Linked DNA regions of Anser cygnoides: regions 1, 3 and 4 are each linked to region 2. Evidence: chromatin contacts called from public Hi-C data. All regions are on one chromosome and are shown on one strand. Each heading gives the region's core, a stretch centred on a gene start, on an enhancer-like site or on the middle of the called end of the contact. The rest is flanking DNA. Distances are from core to core; before and after follow the strand shown. Region 1 has its middle 46 kb from the start of XPC. Region 2 overlaps GRIP2 (glutamate receptor interacting protein 2). Region 3 has its middle 70 kb from the start of SLC6A6. Region 4 has its middle 25 kb from the start of XPC.

What was found. A called contact is a pair of places that touch in the nucleus more often than the background predicts.
Region 1: a contact with region 2 is called in a Hi-C map of liver, with 9 times the contacts expected there. The contact joins two enhancer-like sites. A contact is called at or near these places in 2 of 7 Hi-C or Micro-C datasets (both in liver).
Region 3: a Hi-C map of liver shows a contact between it and region 2, with 1.8 times the contacts expected there. The contact joins two enhancer-like sites. A contact is called at or near these places in 2 of 7 Hi-C or Micro-C datasets (both in liver).
Region 4: a Hi-C map of liver shows a contact between it and region 2, with 16 times the contacts expected there. The contact joins two enhancer-like sites. A contact is called at or near these places in 5 of 7 Hi-C or Micro-C datasets (fetal liver, granulosa cells and liver).

The regions. Positions count from the first base shown.
Region 1 is chr10:12,667,463-12,670,239 of Taihu_goose_T2T_genome, reverse strand. No RefSeq gene overlaps it. Among named protein-coding and RNA genes, the nearest start is that of XPC, 46 kb to the left of the region's middle. Within about 2 kb of position 1,334, at least 1 of the 3 cell types and tissues checked has open chromatin away from gene starts, as enhancers often do. A contact at or near this core is called in liver, where this site is marked.
Region 2 is chr10:12,459,099-12,461,849 of Taihu_goose_T2T_genome, reverse strand. The region is part of intron 20 of GRIP2 (glutamate receptor interacting protein 2); the gene reads right to left. Among named protein-coding and RNA genes, the nearest start is that of SLC6A6, 73 kb to the left of the region's middle. Within about 2 kb of position 1,474, at least 2 of the 3 cell types and tissues checked have open chromatin away from gene starts, as enhancers often do. A contact at or near this core is called in liver, where this site is marked.
Region 3 is chr10:12,601,480-12,604,529 of Taihu_goose_T2T_genome, reverse strand. No RefSeq gene overlaps it. Among named protein-coding and RNA genes, the nearest start is that of SLC6A6, 70 kb to the right of the region's middle. Within about 2 kb of position 1,754, at least 1 of the 3 cell types and tissues checked has open chromatin away from gene starts, as enhancers often do. A contact at or near this core is called in liver, where this site is marked.
Region 4 is chr10:12,687,833-12,690,750 of Taihu_goose_T2T_genome, reverse strand. No RefSeq gene overlaps it. Among named protein-coding and RNA genes, the nearest start is that of XPC, 25 kb to the left of the region's middle. Within about 2 kb of position 1,405, at least 1 of the 3 cell types and tissues checked has open chromatin away from gene starts, as enhancers often do. A contact at or near this core is called in liver, where this site is marked.

The DNA of each region.
Region 1 (2,777 bases), core at 85-2,584, 210 kb before region 2:
TGCCACTTTAAACTACACTGTACAGTGAGCAATTAAAAATAATGCATTTTATACTGGTGAAAATTACGATTACTGGTATTTAGGAAAGATGCCATCTCAGATATTAATATGATGAGGCCTTATAAAAACTGGTTAGATAGATACCCTTGGAACTTTCCAAAAGGGACTTGTCTTTACTAGAAAAATAATAATAAAAAAGCAGATGGTTAAGATGAGCTAAAATCCTATTGAAGAGGACAGAAAGATTTTTCCTATTTGTGTGTTAACAAGCCAAGTACAAACGGTTGGAGACGAGGCTGTGTTTTGACTTGTTGATAGGTGATAATTTCAAACTGCCTTCTCCTCAGTAACATTTTTCCATGTGAGAGGACGACATATGCCTTTAGAGAGAAGAGTGAGTGTACAGGAGGGAATGCACACAATGTCTACGTTCGGCTGCTGTAAACATCCAACACTGATGCTCAGAACAAATGCTGGCCCCTCAGGGAGCACTGGGGAAGGAGCCGATGAAGTGCTCTGATTAAGTGGACTGATGTGGTCCTCTGAAAGTCCTCCTGGGCTGGCAGGCAGTTGTGCTCAGCACTACGGTGTGTGTGGCTGACCAGCTTAGGGCTGGGAGCAGGGACAGGTAGCACAAGCGCCATGGGAATGAGACTGGGCTGCTACCAAATCTGAGCTGAGGCACTTCATCTCGCCGTGTTCCTCCACCATCCCATTTTCCAGGCTACTGGCAGCAGTGTCCCGGTGAATAAAGCGCCCTCATGGTGAAGATGTGCTCCAAGCACACCTGTGTTACATCCTGAAAAGCTGTACTCAAAGCTGTTAGCCTAAATGATCCAATGCCAGTGTTTTCTAGATGCTGCTTGGCTCATCCTAGCGGGTTTTGGAGACGTCAGTCTATGCACACCAGCAAACCACATCTTACGCGGCAAGTTTGTCACGTGTTGCTACATGTGTCGCTGCCCAAATGCTTTGATATGCTGAGTGTCCACGTGAGCATTCCTGCTTGTCTGTGTGGGTCCTGTGCCTGGGGACTTGGCTGGAGATCTAGAGTAAAGGACACGTTGCCCTTTCAGCTCTGTTCCTAATTGCCTCTTTGAAACAGGGAGGCATGTGCACAGCCAACAGCTGTCCAGGCAGTAAAATATATTCCTTTATTCATTATAAGAATGGGTTTTCTGGACCAGGCTAAAAATCCATGTCACGCTGTATGTACCCTGTCCCTAGCCCTGGCCAGTGGTGGATACAGAAGAGCAGGAGAGGTGAGGAGCGATCCCCTGCCTGCCGGCCATCTGAGCCTGAGGGCTAGAAATCTCCTGAGAGCAAAGCAAGATTCCACCAGGAACCCGGGAAAAGTTGGCCCTTCTCAGTTTAGGGGTTTCAGGAAAACAGCATCTTCTTGTTGTGGTAGATATTTATTCTGGATAGGTTGCAAAAGTTCCTGAATAAGCTGATGTGTAGGTAGGGAGCAAACACATGCCGGAGTGATAAAAATACCAAACTGCGGCCTTGGCATAGTACTGCAGGTAAATTACAGAGAGGGTTTGCTTTGTCCCAGACAGCAAATTCTGGCTGACATCTCTGTCTACGTGGCTTTAGACTCTGGATCGGAAGGAGGACTTTGAGGGATAGGCAATGTCTGGTTTGCTTGCACGCGGTCACAGCGACGACACGAACACCGGCTTGCCAGTCAGCAGCATCTTAAGCCCGCTCTCAGTGAGAGCCATCACCAGTACCAGTACCTGTGCCTGTAGGGCTTCACCGTGAGGGCCTGCCCAGAGCTCAGGATCCATCCCTCACAACCCAAAGGCTCAGAGGTTAAAGCAGAAAGCAATAAAGCAGATCTCCAGCTATAACGCTGTGCGTCACTGGCCCTTCTGCCCCAGCTGCTGAACTCACAGCTGCCCTCGTGCCAGCTGGTCCGGGGGGTTGAGGCAGAGCTGCTGCCGGCAGCACACGCATTTTGTGCCTCTAAGAGGTTTGGCTCACCCGGGCTGAGACTCGTGTGGCTGTGTGGGCTGACAAAGAGCATGTGGCCCTTCCCCCATCCGTGCGCTGCCAGAAAATGAATTTGTGAGACGCGAGCTTCTGCCTCCAATCTGCTGCCATGCGGGAGCCTGGCGCTGGCAGGCAGCGGGACACATGCACACGTACGAACACGTGCACGCACACAAGTCCTGTGAGGCGCAGGTACTTTGCCAATGTCCGATCTCACAGGGACCGAGGCGAGCAGACGGGGCGCCAGGCCCTTGCGTGTGGTCTGGGGAGCTCCTGTCAGCGAGGGGCTGCCCATGGCTGTACATCTGGGTGCCTCACGGGTAGGGCCCAGCCTGCAGAAACTCCTCGAGACCAGCTGGGATCATTTACCCCACGAGTGTCTGGGGATCTCTGCTCACCCAGAGGCATGAGCAGCAGGGCTAATGGAGGAGAGCCCAGCTGGAGTGGCAGGGTAGGGAAGGCGGCCTGCTGGCCCTGAGCGTGTTTGCTGAAAACACGTCTGTCAGTACAAGGGCCACAACGGCCCTGAGGTGCCTGAACCGTTATACAGCGTGGGTGGTACTGCGAGGACAGCACCACATTTCTTCAGTTTCACCAGGAGGCAAAAGGCACCTTGCTGTCCTCCTCCCGTCTTCTCACGGTGCCATCGGCCTTGGGGTTTAGGGGGGATCTAAAAGTTCCCGTAGGGCCCCAGAGCCAGGGGATGTGGGCTGTTTTCGCTGCTTGTTCATGGGCGGCCTGGTGGCAAGATAACAAGTTGAAGCACTTCCAGCTCCCAG
Region 2 (2,751 bases), core at 225-2,724:
AACTTTTCAGACAAGAGTCCGAATACGAGACCTCCATGCATTTACTAACGGGGCAAGTGTCCTTCAAAGGAAGAATTAAGTTGGTGTAGTAATGTCAAAGTTCAAAGGGTAAATTAAAAAGTGCCTGTAGGAAGATTGTAGGTTTAGGAAGACGTTTTGGTGAAATAGAGAAGTGAAAGAAAAAAGGATGCGTTATGGGTAAACCAGGAGCCTCAGAGACTGTTAGTACAAAGGCTGATGGGATAGAGCTCAGATCTGAGACACAGAACACCTGAGAAGAGAGAGAAAAACACAGAGGGTAACAGACATGGTGAGAAAATGATAAATACATTAGGTATCTATGAGAGTAATAATGCAAAGGTGTATATAATAATGATTGCCCTAGGCTGGACAAGTAAACACATACTACAGCAAGCAATATCGACAGTGTCAGCGTATAACCCATACAAACCGAGCTTCATTTGCTTGGGGATGACCAAGGAAGTGAGCTCTTACATTCAGGTCTCTCTGTGCTACACGAGTCATTGAACCCACAGCTGTGTACAGATTGTTACCAGTTCTGTCTACAACAGAGAACGAGGACAGTGATAACCTCTCAAGCTGGTGCAAACACGTGTTAATGTGAGCACTGCGTGTGTCCCGCTGGGGAGTCAGCGATTTCCCACCCAGCGGTTTCGGTGTCTCTTATCTCTGACCACAAAGTCAGGTTCAATTCTTGGACTTCTAAAGCAAACAACAATTAAACATGCTGAAGTCCTTCAAACAAACTAGAGAAGTAGGTGACACTCTTGTCCAGCCACTGCTTACTGAACACCGGGCACTGTGAAACCTGGATCATCAGTGTTCAGGGTAACGGGAGCCTCTTAAAGCAAACTCTCTGTGGTGTTAAATCAAAATCACAATAAATCCACTAATGTATCATAGGGAGATACCCCAGGGGGGCAGTGACATTAGAACAGCCTTAATGCATCTTCCATGCATCTTATGCAGAGCTGCATGGACAAGGCTCCACCTCTGCAACATCTGGCAGCTCCCTGCGTGGCACAGCGGGCATCAGTGCTAACAGGAGGGGACACTTACCCACCAGGGCCACTTAGCAAAGTCAAAACATTTTACTTGAGTACAAGTCAAAGAGAGCTTAGCTTCAGTTAGACAAGTAATAACTCCTTGGGATAGTAACAGAACTCTTTTTCCAAATCTGTATTAATAGCAAAGTCTCAGCACTTGCTTTTCATCCAGTGGTTTAAATGGGAGTTTATAGCAGGCAGAACCTCAAACACACATACTTTTGTTCCTTGTGGGATCACGGCCTGCCTGGAGAGTGGTATCTGACACGGCTTATTTTATTTTAAATTAACCCCCTACCTTTCATCAGAATCAGCTTGTAAAGCAGCAGCCTTTAACACCAGGCAGAGAGGTCAAAAAAACACCCAGCAAGACTTTATAAAAACAAACCCAAATTTCCCCCCATAAGGAATTTTCAGTTCTTTCCCCTTACTCATTTCCTTCCTCTGCTCCCAGGTTTCCTAAGAGGCAAATGTCCCTTCCAGTTACAAGTTTCTTGCCTCTCAGATCAGCAATATAACAAACACGCCCAGGACTCAGATGAATCAGTACAGGTTCTCACACCACCAGGTCAGCAGGATTTTCCAGGCTAAAGGCAGCTGCGGTTAGAGACATTTTGTTTTTCTCCCTAATAATAAGGGCTCAGCAGCATGAACCGTTTCACTTGCACTTTGATATCAGGGCTCGGAGCCCTCATTAGGGACACGCGGGGCTTCGAGGGCTCAGATTTGCTAACTTCAGCTGCCAGCGGCCTCGCTGGGAAGGCCGAGAGATCAACGACCTCTGCGAGCCGGCTCTCGCTGAGAGGCAAAACAAGAACAAAGTCTCAGCCGCTGCCAGCCTTCCTGCCAGTTTGATCATCTTTAAATAGGTGGAAATGGCCATGAGATGTTCTAAGGGTTTTGTTTTGACAAACAAAAATTAAGGAAAAATAATTAAAAAAAAAAAAAAAAGAACCGACAGTAACAACACAACACACACGACTATGGGGACTCTGGAGGATGTCGAGGGGAGGGTTAGTTACGAAGCAACGAGCCTTAGCTACCGTGTGTGGTTCAGTGAGGGACAGCCTCTGGCCAGGGCAGATCCAGCAGGGTTTTCACCCAAAGAGAGGGGCAGCTGCAGCCTCCTCTGTGTGCTTGGGTGGCCTTGCAGGACTTCTCCCACTCTGGCTGAGGTGGGGGATTAGCTCGACCATGCCCACTTGGCATGGATTTTTTTGTGTGTTGGAAGGGCCGAGGTGTGACGGAAAGAGAGATCCAGCCACACCTTTGGGAGATTTTAACTTGGACATGCAACCTCATACCGGTCCTACAAGAGCTTTGGTTGGTCTTTTTGGCTTTTTGGCACCAAGGTGCTGTGAAGCTGCATCCTCACTCATCATGTCTGGCCAACACAACGGAGGACAGCCCTGGCCATGACTACCTAGTACAACACCTAAATGATGAAAGTGCTGCAGCCTTTATATGGCAGGAGTAGCAGACATGGTAAGAACCTGTGGTCCATGCAGCTGAGACTGCCCTAACTCCAGATATAAATGTCACCTGGCCATGGCAGACGTGCCACAGAGCTATGCCCAGGGCAAGCTGGCAATGTGGGGGTGGTTTGACAGAGCAGATCAGCACCCCAGCACCCCACCCCACAGCTGCCTGATGCCAAGATGGGGGCATCACTGGCCCTCCCCAC
Region 3 (3,050 bases), core at 505-3,004, 140 kb before region 2:
AACATGGGTATTTTCCCCAATTTTTTACAAGCTGTATGCTTGGCTTTTGTACTCTTAGGGGAGAAAATGAGGGTATTTTGCATTTCATCCGTGACTGCAGCAGCTGCCAGGGAGGCTCACTGAAGCTGTCGGTGAGAGGACGGTGTGAGAAGGCACTGTGTGCCTGGCTGCTGTGCTTGGACTGGAGGAGTAACGGTCCGGGCCTGTCTGTCTCTAGTTTCCCCCTGTGCATCAGCATCAGAGGGATTTCCCTGCAAGATGAAAAGAGACAAACTTTTTTTTTTTTTTTTAATAAAACCCCAAACACAGATCAGGAAGCGGTCATTCAGTGCGGCACAGATTGGAAGCAGGGGGTAGGGTGGAGACCCCAGAGCTGCGGAAGCATTTCTAGGCCTCTTCTAGGCAGAAGGGTTTTTGAAGTCACCTTGGGCTGTCCTCATCGCTGCTAAAGAGAAGCACTAAAATATCCTCGTATTCACAGGGGTATTGGACCCGGCCCTGGAGAACAGCAGCAGAGGCGAACACGGCCCACATTACAAATGATTGCATTTGAGACTCAGGCCCCGTGCAGCGTTACGGCAGGGATGAGTGTGGGTACGGGAGCTGTTTTCAACCTGTCCTGTTTTTCTCTTCAGCATGGATTAAGGATGCACCTTGCCTTCCCCAGAGGTGGAAGCTCCTGTCAGCTCATTGTCACCTCCCCAGAAAAGGGATTCATTTCCATTTGTGCGCATGGAAGCCCCACAAGCACACTTCTACTGGTAATCCCCACAGTGACCACCCCCCTATGCAGCCTTTCTTCCCCAGCCCATTGCCGTTTTCTCAGCTGAAGCCCCCTGGGCCACGCAGACCAGGATTACGTGCAGGTCAGTCCGCAGCCTGCAGGAGCAGAGGGCTCGGCGGGCGGTGTCGTGATGCTCATTTCGCAATGTCTGCGCGCTCCGCATGCGAACCACCAGACCCTCGCAAGCAAACCAAGCCCGTTCTCAGACACAGTTGGCTCCCAGAGAAGGGATAATTTATAATGGTGACATTTCCAAGGTTTCTCTCTTTTCCTTCTCCCCCTTTCCTCTCCAAGTGCTCCCCCTCCTCCCAAATGGTAAAAATGGGCCAGACCATCCCAGCTTTTATAGGGGGAGGTTGTTTTTCTCATTTCTTTGCAGACTGCTGTCTCATCCTGAAACTGCACATTTGATGTGCTTTTATAATGAACTCATTTACACTGTGACAGATGTTTTTGATATGATAAGAAACGTGGCCCAGGGGCCAGTGGCGCTGTGGAGCCACTCATGTTTCTCACCTGAATTGCAAATGAGGTATCGCTTTCTTATCAGTTAAAAAACATGAGCAACTGCACGTATAAATAATATGCCACCAACTGCCAGCTGTTTGTGCCAATGACATTCTTCTGAAAAGAATAGATCCCCTCATCATCTGTTCTTTCCCGCTTGCAGAAAATCTGGAGCTCTTCTGCAAGTGCAGCAGAAGAGATTTGTCTTTTAGCTTCAGATACAGCAGTGAAAATGTCTCTAAAATAATTCTGTATTAGCAAAAATAACTTCCATATTTGACACAGGTAATAGCTGATTTTTTTTTTTTGTGCTTCCTTGTCCTCTTTCTGCATATCTCTAGGCAAGAAAGAGTGCTGCTTTTTGTTTCTTAGGGATTCCTTTTTAAAGAATTTACGGTCTTTCAGTGGTTTCAGGGCTTCCATTCTGAATGCTCTGTTTACAAATACACTTTTTTTTTTTTTTAAATTAATGTGAAAGATAACACTAAGTCACTTTTGTCTTGGATAAGGTTGGGCTTTTTGCTTCCCTGAATTCAGGGTGAAGTTAAAATGCCCCTGGAATCTCGGACAGGGAAGCAAGCAGGTCTGCTTGCTCAGTGATCTTTATTAGTAAGTTTTGCAGTGAACAGAACTTAAAAATACTGCAAGGTGAAATTGTTTGGGTAATTGATCAGCTTGATGTTTTATTTGAGTAAAGTTGAAAAACGCTTTTCAGCGTTTTGCCAGCTACAGGCAGAGATGTATTTCTGTTGCAAATGACCTTCTGGGAGAGCTTGACTGCAGGGACATGATTCATTGGCAGCCTGCTGGTGACAGGCATGTTCCTATTGTTCTAAAACTCTGGTTTCACATTTCTCCTGTTAGATAAGCTGCAACCATTAACTACACAGTGAGCTACAAATAAAGTGTGATGTAAGAATTAAGCTTATTATCTGATTGGCAGCATGGGGCCACTCTTCCAGGTTAAGGGTTTGAGCAGATTTTTTTAACAAAACGATGCCTTTTCTTACAATTTGGAAAGCATTGTCCTCCCAAAAGATAAAATATGCTTTTGGAAGCTGCAATGTATATATATAGTGTGAGCTATAAATAGTCTGGAGCTAGTTCTGCACAGTACCATGTGCAGAAATATTAAGGACAGATTCTGATCTTCAGGGCTACGCAGGAGGCTACTGAGAAACACCGTGTTAACGCTGTGGCTTTTGAATTTAATTTGGTGTTCAGATTCATATCAAGATCAAAATCTGGTCAGGGATTTTAAGTGTGTTTTGAGGAACAAAGGAGTTTGGTGGCCTCTGCTTAAACTTAGTTTTAGCTGGAGATTACATATCAATTTCTAGAGCTATTATTTGGGTCAAATACCAATGCAAATGGATTCACTCTTAAATGAGGAATGGCTTGATTATCATGCTAGCTGAAAAATAGGTCTATCCACTCCCACTGTTCAGCTGCTGTAAATGGATGTATGTAAGGATTTAGAAATGGTTGCTATTCAGATCCTTATGAGGGTAAGATGACTTTCAGCAATTGAATGATTTATGATAATGTTGATATTCACACAGGCTATTCATCTGGCAGGATAAAAGACCACAGTGGCTGATCGGTCTCTTTCCTTGGGCACAGGCTGGTTACAGGCTGATGCTGGAAACAAGCTCGCTGGCGGGAGTGTTATCTTCCCTGCTACAAAGGGGTGAGGGCCCAGAGGAGGGGAGGTGGAAAAATACCTGCTTGTATCGGCCTTGTGTTCTCCCTTCTGCTA
Region 4 (2,918 bases), core at 156-2,655, 230 kb before region 2:
CTTGTTGCCAGGCTTGTTTCAAGACATTTGGGATAAATTACTCTATAAAAGAAAATTTTACAGCTGCTTTACATTTTGTTTAAACTTTTAAGAGTAAAGACTTTGTAAAAGCTGTCTTCCTGGAGCATACATGTGTGGAATGATGTGATTCTGTGTCTGACCCAAGTACTTTCTTCCTGCCTCATGCATATTCTGTTGTTTGTATATTTGGAAGCTTAAGAGCAGAAATCCTGGATGACAACACAAACATAAATGCTTTGGCTGTGGTATGGGAAATGGCACCTGGTCCATTGATTGTCTGTGGCTTTGCAGGGTACAGCTGAAGCATATATCAGGGTGATGTTGCTGCAGCCTGCAGTAACAGGTGCAGCGTATGGTTTGTGTGCCTTGGAAAGGGACCCTTCCACCTGCACTGTCACATTTCCCACCTCTTTAAGTCTCTGCTTTTCCCATATTCCCATGTGGGCAGTTGGATGACAGTTGGTGCGATGTAGTTTCCTGATGTGTTTCCTGATGTCCATTGCTTTTTATGGGGTTTCCTCCTGTGCTCCATCCTGGCCCCTGTAAAGATGTCCCCTCCTCCTGATGCACCTCTTCTGTCCTATCCCATGGCATTTTCACAGGGAAAAAAACACATTCTGTCCTGTATCACCCAAGTTGCTTGGAAGACCTATACTCACCTCACACTTTTTATTTTTTTTATGTTGCTAAATAAAGCCCTCTGTACTTAACAAGAATAAGTAGAATTTAATGGCAGGATTAGTATTGCAACGTTTATAAAGGTCAAGATAAGGAAGAGGTCCACAGCAGCACCCTCCCAACTTTGGGAGAACAAAATCACAGCAGAGAAGGTGCCAAAGTATAACTGAGGCTTAGTTAGCCCTGAAATTCAAGGACATCTGGATCCAGATAAAAAGCTGTGGTCAGCTTTCTTCTCTAATATGAACTGAATTCAAACACCCTTGGACTTTGTGTTGAGCCAGTTCTGGAACCCATCCCCCTCTCTAATCTCTATTGATCTATGCCCCTTTTTGTGTGTAGCTAAATTAAGAGAATTTGGCATTCTAACAAAATGGCTAAGCCAAACACTCAAAACTTGAGAAATGCAAGAATTTAAGTTGTTGGTACAAATTCATTATAGCCTTTGGGTGTATGCATTATGGCATTGTCTTTAATCACAGGCTCACATACTATAAACGTATGCTCTGTTTAAAGTGCAGGATGGATACTGCTCACTTAATGAGCAACTATTTAATATTTTCTTTTATCTTCATTGTTCAATCTGTACCCCATGGCCTATTTACTGCATACTATTCAAAGCCTTTTCTCAATACAGAATTATTAACTTCCTTGGGAGCTTTCCTTCAGCAGTCATCGTTATTGTATCTGGGTGCTTCACAGACATGAAATAATCTATTTTCACAATGCCTCAATGAAGTGAGGGGATACTGCACCCCCACTTGGACAGATGGCAAGCAGAGATATGAAGATGAAGTGAAAACATTGCCAAAGATTTTTGAATGTCTGGGACTTGATTTTTTTTTTTGAGTTCACAGCACTGCAGAATATTTTCTATATTCAGAGCATAGGTCCTACCAGTTTCAGTTCTAGCTGTGAGTGCTCAGCAGTTTTGCAGATCAGACTCCAGGGTCTCCTGTTGTGTCCCTAAGAGGATGACTAACAAGCTGCAAAAATGTGGATTAATCGATTTGCTTGGCAACACACACAAACACTGTGCTGGAGGCTAGGGTAGAGTCCAGTTCTGCAGGAGCAGCTTTCATCCATCTCAAACAGAGACCTGGACTAATAAGCACCCAGAGAAGAGACTTGATTCCCCTATTCACAGGTGAATCCTCAAACCCCTTTCTGCAGCTGAACTGTGGAAATGAACCATCTGTCACCCTTGCATAGACTCTTTCACAGAGTCTAGCTTCACCCTGTGGAGGCTCACTGCCCTAGTGAGAAGGGTTTCTCCAGAAGGTGGTTCAAATCGGGAGCTTAGTTCAGTCAATCTGACCAGCAAGCCAGTGCAGCAAGTCCTTTCTTCACTGACCATGGAGGGACCTGAAGGAAAATATCCTCACTAGGCCCAAGTTACTCGGTGTAAATGACCTACCTGGGTTTCCAGCACTGCTAGCTGCTCTGAAGCTCCGCTCAGTGCATTGCTGGCCTCCCAGTCCCAACAGCTGTGTCTTCTTCTCCCCCTTCCCTTCATGCCCAGTTCCTACATCAAAACAGCCCTGCGCTCCCTTTTTGCCCATCCTGCAGTCCTTGCCTCACCAAACTCTGTTTCAGTTTCTTTCCCTTCATAGTAAGCTTGTGCTTTTTACCATCTGCATGTAGACAGTTTCACCATCAGTACTACCAGCTTGTCGCAAGGTGGGCATTAAAAAAAAAAAGCACAGGGGAGTCGTGAACCTTCCCCTGCCTTTTAATACTGGGATGTATCTCAAACGGATGGGAATGAGAGTGCACAGGGAAAGAAAACAGACAGACAAACAAACAACCCCCCCCCAAAAAAAAACAAAAAAAAAACCACAAACACAACAGCTCCAACAACATAGTCTTGAATGCTGCATGCACAGCTTAGAGGTAAAATTTCCTTGTTGCATCCACCCGTTCCCATGTAGGTGCTCCCAGGGAATAGAGATCTGTAGTGAAAGGGGATTTTTTTTCTCCCTTCAAGAAATACTGATTAAAGTCTTTGAAACACAGTTTCTGAGTTTCACAGGAACAACACAGGACACACGCATAATGAAAACTCTCTTGTCCTTCAGGATCTTTTGTGAAGTGTAGAGATTTCCAGATTTTGTTTTAAAGATAGCCAAAGCGATGTATTTTTCTCTAGTTTCATTCTTGGAAAAGGCAGAGTGTTTTGGCTAAAATTTCCCTTAAAGTAAATAAATCAGCCAACGAGA